2 separate regions of the Mus musculus genome follow, and region 2 is linked to region 1. The links are chromatin contacts, called in public HiChIP or PLAC-seq maps. All regions are on one chromosome and are shown on one strand. The core of a region is the stretch at or near the end of the contact, and the rest is flanking DNA. Distances in the headings are between cores, read along the strand shown. Region 1 overlaps Sufu (SUFU negative regulator of hedgehog signaling). Region 2 holds the start of Wbp1l (WW domain binding protein 1 like).

Region 1 (4,987 bases), core at 1,414-3,913:
GCTGGGTCTGCAGCCAGCCTCTCGGATGCTCCTGAAGGGTCTGCCTCTAAGTGCTAGGTGAGCTTAGACCTAGGATATGCAGATGAGGCCAGATCGAGCCATTCCTTCAAAGGCCAATTTCTGCTTCTTTGCGACCCCAGCCAGAGTTCTCAAGGCCCCTGGAGGCACCCGTTGTAGGCAGTGGAGGCAGGCAGAGCAGAGGAGCTCTTTTAAGGTTCCTGCCAGACAACATATCTTTCCTTTGGAGACATTTGAATCTAAAGAATGAACAAAGACCATTGACCTAGAGGCAGGCAGGCAAGAATGCAGGAAAGGCACTTGCCAGTTCCAGGTCAGAAGTGGGAGCTCTCTCCTCTGCAGCTCACAAAGGTGCCTTCCCTGGGAGGCAGGAAGCTCTGCAGTCCTGGAGGTGACAGCATGGCACCCACAAGAGGGCCAGGCTACAGGAAGAGACAGCGACGGGAGATGGGGACAGAATGGATGTGAGAAAGAGGAAGGGCCACAGGGAGCAGTGTCAGCAAAACCAAAGGGAGAGCTGTGGAGAGAGAGGTTGGTTCTCAGTTTTTCATAAGCTAGACAGCCCAGGGGCTGGGACTCCAAGGGAGGGGGACCAAAGAGCTGGGGGCCCTGAGCAGGAGGATGGGGAGGCAGTGGGCTTTACCCTCTTCTTGGGAGACCTGGTTAGGAAGACATAGCTAGGGCCACGTGTCCTTGAGTCCCTGAAGTCCCCAGAGCCTTGTAGAGACTTACTTCGCTTGGAAGGCAATAGCACACCTTCCAGGCCACAGCCAATCTCTACCCAGGGCTGCATGGAGTATGTCAGCTGTCCCCAGCCTCCTCCAGGGTCCAGAGCTGACAGGCAGCACCAAGCATCTTTTCAGGAAGAGGGCATGTGGGATCTGTGGGGGGGGGGGAGCCCCCAGACCCTTGTCTAAAGGACAATAAAGTTCAGGTAGGAATGAGTCCTATTTAAAAATCACTATGTACATGGCTTCTGCACCATCTTTGCTGAGCAATAAAAATACCATCCGGTTTCCACAAGAAAAAGAACAATCATTCGGCAGGGTGGAGCAGCCTGACTGAGGGAAAGCTGGCTGGGGTTGACCAGGCAGTGCGTCCTCATGCATGTTCTACCCACCAGGCTGTCTGGCAAGGCTGTCCCGTTCCAGGAGCACAACAGTGAGACCTGTGGCAGCAGCGGGTCGGTGTGGAGGGTTTTCAGGTGCATCTCACCCCCTCACTGGCGTGTAGGACAGGGGCCTGGTCACTCGGGCTGGGCTGCTAGGAGTGAGGCCCCTGGGCCCGAGGTGGGTGGGGCCTGGGATGGGTGTGGCACTCTGCAGTCATCCCCACACTTGCCCTTTTATTCATGGGTGTCTCCTTTACAAGCTGTCACACTGGAAGTCACCAGGAGCAGCTGGGCTCCTCTTGGCCCCTGCAGGGCACAGCCCAGGCTAGTGCAGTGGACTGTCGAACACCACGTCGGGGAGAATGGACACTTTGAGTTTCTTCTCAGGCCAGCTGTACTCTTTGGGAAGTTTAAACTGTGAAGAGAACAAGAACAGGCAGAGTGGTGGGTCAGCTGCCTCCTAAGAGTGTCCAGAGAGGCAGCACGCGGGACACCCTGTCCCTAGGCTGCTGGGGACAAGACAGGTGACTGGAGACCTCTCAAAGGCTAGCCTCAGGTTGTGTGTGCGTGTGTGTGCGTGCGCGAGTGCATGTGTCTGGTCTAGGCACTCCTTTCCTCTTGCACGGCCAGTACCTCAGCAGACTGCAGGAGGCATGCTTAGGCTCTTTGCATAGACTCTCTCCTGCTCTTTTCCTTGGTTCTGCCTTGAGCCCAAAACATGTAAGGAATCTCTTCCCTGGGGCCCTGGGGCTGGAGGACAGGGGACCAGCAGGGTGTAGATATTACAGGAAAGGTCTGTCATCGCCATGGACTAGTTCTGAGTCTAGAATCTGTCCTCTGTAGTTTTGTCAAAGGGTCCACAAGAAAGGAGAGCTGTTCAGCCCCCAAATCAGACTTGGAGTGTGACCCCACTGGGAGAAGTTCAGGGTGAAGGTGGTCTGCGTGTCACCACCCACTGCTCCCTGTCACCCTGCTTCCCAGGGCTCTTTGTTCAGAGTGACCCCAGATAACAGCCAGGGCCTTCCAAACTAGGATCAATGACTGTCTTGTAATTTTGCTTCTTTCCCACACCTGGGGTCTTTGGCGAGGAGGAGAAGCTGACTTCTGGTTCCTTCTGGATTCTAGAACCTTGTATGGAGCCCAGCACACAGTGGGTGCTCAATAGATCCTCCCTGACTTGGGTTCCTGCAGAGCTCTTAAGCCCCATTGTCTCTGGGCTAGGCTGGAAGTCAGAGCCAGGCACAGGAGGAGAGAATCATGTTCTGGCCTGCCTGAAGCTGGGCTGGAGGTGGACAAACGGACACTTCCCGGCTGCCTTTTCTCTCTTGGGGGACTGTAGACCCAGGACAAAGTGGAGACTGGGGCAGGGTGTGGGGATGGCCTCTGGACAGGAATGAGGCAGAAGAAGTCATTTTTCGTGACCTACTTTCCTAAGCTCCCCTTGGCTCCTGTCTCTCCTGCCTGGACTGTCCTCTTCCCGCCCACTCAACACCCAAGCTCAAAGCAGCAGCCTGGCAGAACGCCACTGCAGTGTGACAAGACCTCTCCGGAAGCACTTCTGGGCAGCTGGCTTTGGCCTGACTGAATCCGGGAGCTAGGCCTCTGAGGCAGTGACTTGTAGGGGTGACTGGCTGGCACAGAGTGGGTACTTGATAACCTTGGACTATGCAAATGAATGAATGAATCAAGCTGGATCCCTGGGGCAGGGGGAGGGAAGGCTTGGCTCTATTGGGGTGACTGGCTCTGAGAAGTTTCTAACTAACTGGGAGGTGAGGTACTTTGCCCCGAGCACATTAGGGCAATGGAAGGGAAGGGGGTGATCTCTGCCACAGGCAGGGGAGGGTGGGCCAGAAGATCCCTCAGGCCTCGGAGGCTTGCTATTTACCCCACTACCCCATGGATCCTGGGGGCCAGGAAGATCCGCCTGCCTGCTGCCTGGGCGCTGATGGTTATAGGAGAAGGGACTTTCCAAGATGAGGTAAGTCCCTGCAAACGAGGAGGCCAGGAACAAGGAAGAAAAACAAAAGGGATTATAGACTCCATTCCTGCACTCCAGAGAAGGAGCCAAGGAGAGAAATCACCCCACCTGGCCTGCCAGCTCCCCACGCTCTCAGCTAGCCAGGAAGAGGCTGAGGGAGGCAAGCTAGAGCTGGCGAGGGAAGGGAGCGTGGCACTTGGGTGGCCCAAGGCAAGAGCAGGAGTCCCCTCCTGCCCACGAGAGCTCCCAGCGGAATGTTCTCTGGCAGCAGGCACGGGCTTTCTGTTCAGAATCTGCCAGGGAACAGCAGGGGCTGGGGAGAACTCTAGCCCACAGGCCCTGGCTACTTCTTCAATGAGGTTCCCAAGAGCTGGCGATTCAGGGTGCTGGGTGTCCTCACAAGGGTGGGGGCTGGGCAGGGCTGACCCATGAAGCCCAAGAAAAATAAAGTCATTGAACCTTCTCAGGGGTTCCTCTCCAGATTTATGCCTGTACTTCTGAAAACAGTCCACAGATGGGTGAGCGCTCGCACATGCGCACGTGCACGCACGCACACACACACACACACACACACACACACACACCCGGGAGTCCTCTATCAGTGAGAAATGAAATAGGCTCACTTCCTCTGGAGAGGTTAGATCTTCTAAGTCCTCCAACATCTTCTCTACAAACTCTTCTGTCAACAGAATCTGGGAAAGAAAGCAAAAGACAGGGTTTTAATTATTATTATTATTTTTTAATATACAGTCTTTTTTGCCAACTGCAAAGCAAGGGGGGTTTTTTTTAGCTGTGGAGGAGGGATGGCCCAAGGATTAGTTCTAGGGACAGAGGGACGAACTCGAGGCTTCCAGAAAAGACTGCACTCTCGCCCCAACCCCCTCCCCCCCGCTAGGGAAGGGCAGAGAGGGGGGGTGAGGCAGTGAAGGAAGGGAGGGCATCTGGAAGGTGGACAGCGCTGGCCTCGGAAGGGAGCCGGAAGGTGGGCGGAAACCCACCGCTTTGGGCTGTTTGGCCTCTGTGTGTTTCGAGGCAACAGAGAACAGGGAAGCCAAAGGCCGGCCGTGGGAGAGCTCCTGCCACCCTCTTCCTTTGCCTCATCAAGCTCTCGTGTTCCCCTTTTCCCAACCACGCAGGGCCAAAACAATCCGTGTGACTTTGGAGTACAAGCCCTGTCTGCGATCTAGACGAACCCCAATGGTGGATGACAAACCCTGGATCCTATCTCTACCACTAGGGGCAGGGAAGCAGGTCACAGCCAGACAAGAAAGACCAAAAAACCCAAGCCTTGGAGAATGAGAGCCTGCCTGGCTGCTCACAGAGGCAAGCAGTCTCTCAGGTTCCCACTGCAGCCATAGAATTATCTGTCAGGGCTGTCCCAGCAGGCCCCAGTCAGCAGCTATGCACGTCTAGACTTCTGGGATACCTCTTCTCTGGGTGTCTCCTACCTTCCCACTTCACTGCTTTATTCTGGTGCCTGTTACCCACAAGCTTTGGTGTCCAAGCCAACTAGCCCCACCACTTGGCTGGAGTAACCTCATCCTTATGCCCTAAGCAAGCTTTCTCGTGCTTCTCGGTCCTCGCTGCCCTTGTCCACCTGAGCCGTATGTAGAGGGTGCAAACGAAAGTGAAGGGTTCCTCTCAGAGAAACCTTCCCTTTCAGAAGCTGGCGAAATCAAAAACTTGAGAAAATACCCATTAAATTTCACTTGGGAGTTGTTTCCACTAGGAGGGCAGAAGTTTCCATGAGGTAAAGTGAGGCAGCAAAGGAAAAAGGAAGGAAACAGAGCAAAGAGGGGCAAAGCAAGATGGGCAAAATAGAGGGATGCAAGGAAGCCAAGAGCAGACACCACGCTGACTGCTTGCACCTTATCCCTTTC
Region 2 (5,328 bases), core at 2,234-4,733, 110 kb before region 1:
TGAAGCTTTTTCATGCTTTTCAGATTCAAGGAGCCCCATCTGTTGAGTCACAATGCCCTGTGAGAGAGTTACACAGACGTTCCTATCTATAGGCGTCCCTAGGCAAAAGAACTTTCCTGGTCTACATGGCAAGAGACAAACTGTTCAATGAAGTGCTGGTTAGAGGAAAAGCCACCTATAAATAAATAAATAATCAATCCGTGTACACTATATATTAAATATATATAATAGTAAGTGTGCATGTACAATAAATGTGCATAGTGGTATACACCTGTAGACCCAGCATTCACAAACTGAGGCAGGAGGGTCACAGGGAGTTCAAGATCAGCCTGGTCAATATATTGAGTTCCAACCAGGGCTATGGCTAACAAGACCCTGTCTAAACTGCACCCCCTACTCCCACTTCCTCCAAAACAGATCCCTACCAGGGGGTCCAGTGGTTGTGGCCTTACCCCGCTAAACCCAGCAAAAAAAAAAAAATACACAGAAAAAAGATGGTATTTGACAGGTCCATTTCAGGGAGGGAGATACAATGAGGAACCTGCAGCACTCTCTACCCAGAAATCAAGGTGCCACCTGAGTGATCTGGTCACTATAGAAATAAAGACTTGAGGTTGCTCCCTGACAGATGTTCCCTGCCTCTGCAAAACCCCGATGAAAACCCTAAATTGACCAAGCTGTGGTAGATTCAAAGTTAATAATTATATTGCCACCTCCATGCCAAAGGTTAAAAAAAAAAAAAAAACACAAATTTCACCATAGTTATCTGGTATGATTGATTGGACCAGAGGACTCGGAGGGTGAGGGGTGTCATGAGAGCGTAAAGGGTATCGGGATGACGTCGGGAGAGGCCAGGGAGGAGTGGGCAGGCAGCTCGTAACGGAAACGTTCCCTCTGTGCAGGAACTGTATGTAACCAGACAACAGCAGTGGTCAGTGCTAGCAAACCAACCAAACGGAACAAAGTACAAAAGCTACCCTGTCCCCAAAATAAGCACTGCGAGTGCCAGAACTGCGGTAAGAAAACAAGCCCGAGACTGATGAGTTGTACGCAGAGCCTTGCACTGAAGACCCCACCACCGCCCCCAGACTGCAGGACCGTTTGCCAACGCTTTTCCTTCAAGAAGTGGACCTGGTTCCTATGAACAACCAGCTCACCTCCAAAGGCTCCACACTCCTAAATCAAGCCCCCTAACAAGGCGATTCAAAGGCTACAGGGAACAGCCCTCAGACAGCCACAGAAATAGAAAAAAGCAACTTCATTATTCTGTATTCTATTCCATCGATACCTACTACCTGCGCTTAACTTTCCCAGTCCTGAGAGCTGCAACTTCTCAAGGAGACAAATGTATCTCTCCTGGCAGCTTACGGTTTTGACTAAGAAAACAAAGAACCTAAACAAAGTCAAAAACTGAAGGGCTTCATCCCTGGGGAGGAATACAAGAAAAGATCAGAAAACGAACTCGATCATTCACAGATTATCTCCCAGATAACATATCCCCACTCCCAGCCCCCGCCCCATTAAGATACAGCAACTGAGCCGGGCAGTGGTGGTGCACGCCTTTAATCCCAGCACTCAGGAGGCAGAGGCAGGGGGATTTCTGAGTTCGAGGCCAGCCTGGTCTACAAAGTGAGTTTTGGGTCAGCCAGGGCTACACAGAGAAACCCTGACTTAAAAAAAAAAAAAAAAAGATACAGCAACAGATAAGCTGCCAAATCATTGTAGTATATACATAAAGGGGACTATTATTCGGTCACAATGTGGGTGAACCTTGAAAACATGACGGAACGTGAAAGACGCCCCACATACTACAGCATTCCATTACACAGGGATGTGCAGAACAGGTAAACCCACAGAGACACAATGCAGGCTAGTGGGTGTCGCCAAGGGCCAGGGCTGGGGGTGGGGGAGGGGTGGAAACAGGCAGTAACTGGTTAATATGGATCATTCTTGGGGATGATTCAACTGTTTTGGAAGTAGATAGCCGTGGTGGTTGCACAACCATGGAGCGCCACAGTGATTCACTTTAGAACTGTTGGTTTTGTTCTGTGACTTTCAGCTCACTTGAAAAAAAAAAAATCTTATCAAATCACAGAGCTCGGCAGAGGATCAAGAGTTCAAGCCCTGCCTGACCTACATTGCAAGATCCTGTCTCAAACAAAACAAAACTCAATTATTTTGGGGTTTTGGGTGTTTTTCTTGTTTTGTTTCTTGAAGAGGATATTCGGGAGAAAAATAAGATACGTATGTGAAAGGGCTGCCCTTGAGCTCTAAGGGGAAAGGTAAGAATTCTGCTAACAATTTCTGCTCTTCAGCGTGATGTGACGTGCTAAGCTGCACAGGCTGTCCCTGTGCCTGTGGAAAACAGACAATGATGGGAAGAAAGGGGAGAAACCAAAGGAAACGATAGAAGCTTTGCCAGATTTAACAGGGGAGGGGTGATTCCCCCTACAGCACCCCACCCAATCTGGCACCAAGAGTAACGCTTCAATTAGGGTTTCGAAACGCCAGCCCAAGCTAGAATCAGCATAAGCAGGCATCTCGGCCCTGGACTCAGGAAGAGCAAGCCACCCAGCAAGAAAAGCTAGGGTGCTCCACTTGCTGCCGATATTGGCATCGGAACCACCCTCTGCTCAAAAGCCCTGAGCTGGCTCGCTCGGATCAGCACTAGTGACTTCTTCCCAGGACAGCTAGCCTAACAGCACGGTTTTCTCACACTCAAATGTGCCCCTCCTCCTGAGGGGTTACTACTTCATCCCTACTATCTCCCAAGAACCTTACCTCCAGCAACAGCCCACCAACGTACTATGCCTTACAGCATTAAAAATAAGAGTCAGGATGCCCTCAGAACTTTTCCTTTGTCCAGCCTGAAATAAATACCATGCTGAGCCCTCCTCCCTCTGGGGCCAGTGCAGTAACCTGGGATCCCAGCACACACTGGTGTGCACACAGTCTCTGGCTCCGGACTCTACTGCGGAGCAGAAATAGGGCCCACGGGCGCCAGTGTGCGGCGATCTCCGCGAAGAGTCCTCCAGAGCACCTACCATAACTACCCTCTCAAAGGACCCTCAAGTCGCCTGGCACCATTGCCTCTGCCACCTTCTTGACATCCAACTCGTCACAGGTGTCCCTCAGCTAAACATCAACACCCCCACCCTTCACCTGGTCCACCTTAGCCATGGGCTTCCCTCCCGAAAACACTCAACTCCTTGCAAACAAACCTCTTTGAGACCCCCCTCCAACCAGGCCTCGACCGCCCCAGACCCCCAAGCTAGCCCAGAAGCCCTCCCCTTACCTGCGGGGGCTCAGCCCTCACTGACAGGGGGCTGGGCAGCGCCTGGAGGAGCAGGAGCGCCATGCCACCCAGGAGCCTTCTCCTCTCCATCCCCCTCCTGCTCCTGCTCCTCCGCCACGGCGCCGCCACCCCTCCTCCTCCCTCTCTTCTTCCCTCTGCTTCCTCCTTCCCTTCTTTTCCTGTTTCGCTCTGCCCTCCCGCTTCCGGCTCGGCTCCACCCCGCCCCAGGCAAAGGGCCCGCCCAGATGCAGGGGAGGGTCTCCAGCTCCCGCGCCTCATTGGCTCCTACTTTCTGTCCATTGGTCAAAAGAACTGTGAGTCAAATACCAGTCCCAGCCACCCTCGTGCTAGGTGATTTGGCCAATGAAAAGTGGGAGGAAGCTGGGCCATCTTGAATGCTGCGAGGTGCAGAAAAGTGCAGAGCGCCCCGCCCCGCAGAGAGTGGCGGAAGTAACAGGAGCTAGGGACACGACCACCCGGATGCATTGAAAAGGTTTACAGTATTTCAGTCATTTTGAGTGTGGCGGAAATGTTATGTTCCCACAGTTAAGTGGAGGTAAAAGAAAGAAAGAAAAAAAAAAGTGGTGAGGTATAATGATTCTAAAGCGTGCTTCCAACTGCAGTCTATAAGCCTTTGGTGCTTTTTGTATTAAAATAAGTAGAGGTAAAAGAAAGAAAGAAAAAAAAGTAGTGAGATATAATGATTCTAAAGCGTGCTTCCAACTGCAGTCTATAAGCCTTTGGTGCTTTTTGTATTAAATTACAGGAAGCCCTATTATCAGGATCCTTTTTCCAAGCTCACTACCCAAGCAGCAGCTTTGAGTCATTTGAGTCCCCTATTAAATAGCACCTCTCTTAGCGATAGTGCTCTGCTACCCCCAAGTTTCAAGGACAAAACTCTTCAGACCCTACTCAGAAATAGCTCTGAGACCCACCAATCATTGCTTCATCCATGTTATCTTCCGGCTAAATGAAAATGGCTTCCCTTTGCCCCTCCACACACCGCAAGGACAATACTAGTCCACACAAACCCACACATCACCATGTAGCTGCTTCAATTTGAGAATTCTTGTCCAACAGGGCAGGAGGATGTATCACTCTGTGGTAAATGGCTTGCATGGGCAAGGCCCTGAGTTCAGACCCTGGTATGGGCCATAAGGAACAGAGAAAGGGAAGAGATAGAGGGAGGAAGAGAGGGAAAAAGAAAGAAAAAATTACACTTCAATTAGTTACAGGATGTACTTGGCTAGTTTTTGATGTAGGGTCTCTTCCTGTTGTCCATACAAGCCAGAAACTAGGTAACTCAGGCTGTCCTCAAAGTTGTGTTAGTAGTTCCCATGCAAAGCCCTCCTGCTCATTATAACTGCTGTTCAACACCTTACAGGCCAACTCAACTAAATGGATAAGGGTTTGGCAGCGGGTGGGGGTGTGGCTGCTGCCGAACCGACCTTGGCTTTCTAGGAGGGACAGTGAAAGTGTTCTGGATTACAGTAGTGACAACTGTAGCACTTTGTGACTGGACTGAACGTTACTAAACCATACAATTTAAAGGGCTGGATTTGGCTAGGTGTGGAGGTGCATAGCTGTAATCTCAGCACTCACGACTGCATAGCCTGAGCTTCATCGAAAGGAAAATACCAATTTCATGCTGTCTGAGTTCCATTTTACTGTCTAAGTGGGTGTGGGGTTAAATCACAGCTGGGATCTCGGCACTCGAAGTCCTTTGGTACAACTGTGTGGTGTCAGATGAATGCTGGCAGCGTTATATCCTCGGGCTCCATCTCAGACCTACAGAACCGGAAGCTGGGATGAGCCTTTCCACCTGTTTTCACAACATCTTCGGATGACCATAGTGCACATTTTCCCCCTTTGAGGCAGGGCTGGAATATACTATGTAGAGCAGGGTAGACTCAGACTCATGAAGATCCAGCTGCCTCTGCTTCCAAAGTGCTGGGATTGATGGCATGTCCCATAGGCCTAGTATCTATTTCTAAAAGTCACAGTTGCGGGATAGGGGAGGCGTGTTAAAAGTC

The links. HiChIP or PLAC-seq counts read pairs in DNA pulled down with a chosen protein or histone mark.
Region 2: a contact with region 1 is called in an HNF4G HiChIP or PLAC-seq map of pancreatic cancer cells. The contact joins the promoter of Wbp1l here to the enhancer-like site in region 1. A contact is called at or near these places in 4 of 39 promoter capture datasets (hematopoietic stem and progenitor cells, hippocampal neurons, neutrophils and 1 more), 2 of 115 datasets of contacts at active chromatin or transcription factors (embryonic stem cells and pancreatic cancer cells) and 2 of 9 other capture datasets (adipose tissue and pancreatic islet).

Annotation. Positions count from the first base shown.
Region 1 is chr19:46,482,412-46,487,398 of GRCm38.p6, reverse strand. It overlaps Sufu (SUFU negative regulator of hedgehog signaling), which reads right to left. Exons shown (of 12, transcript NM_001025391.2): 11 at 3,731-3,799; 12 at 1-1,544. The coding sequence ends at 1,455. Among named protein-coding and RNA genes, the nearest start is that of Trim8, 17 kb to the left of the region's middle. Within about 2 kb of position 2,663, at least 152 of the 459 cell types and tissues checked have an H3K27ac peak or open chromatin away from gene starts, as enhancers often do. A contact at or near this core is called in adipose tissue, hippocampal neurons and pancreatic cancer cells, where this site is marked.
Region 2 is chr19:46,597,261-46,602,588 of GRCm38.p6, reverse strand. It overlaps Wbp1l (WW domain binding protein 1 like), which reads right to left and starts at 3,483. Exons shown (of 5, transcript NM_001177812.1): 1 at 3,296-3,483. The coding sequence starts at 3,385.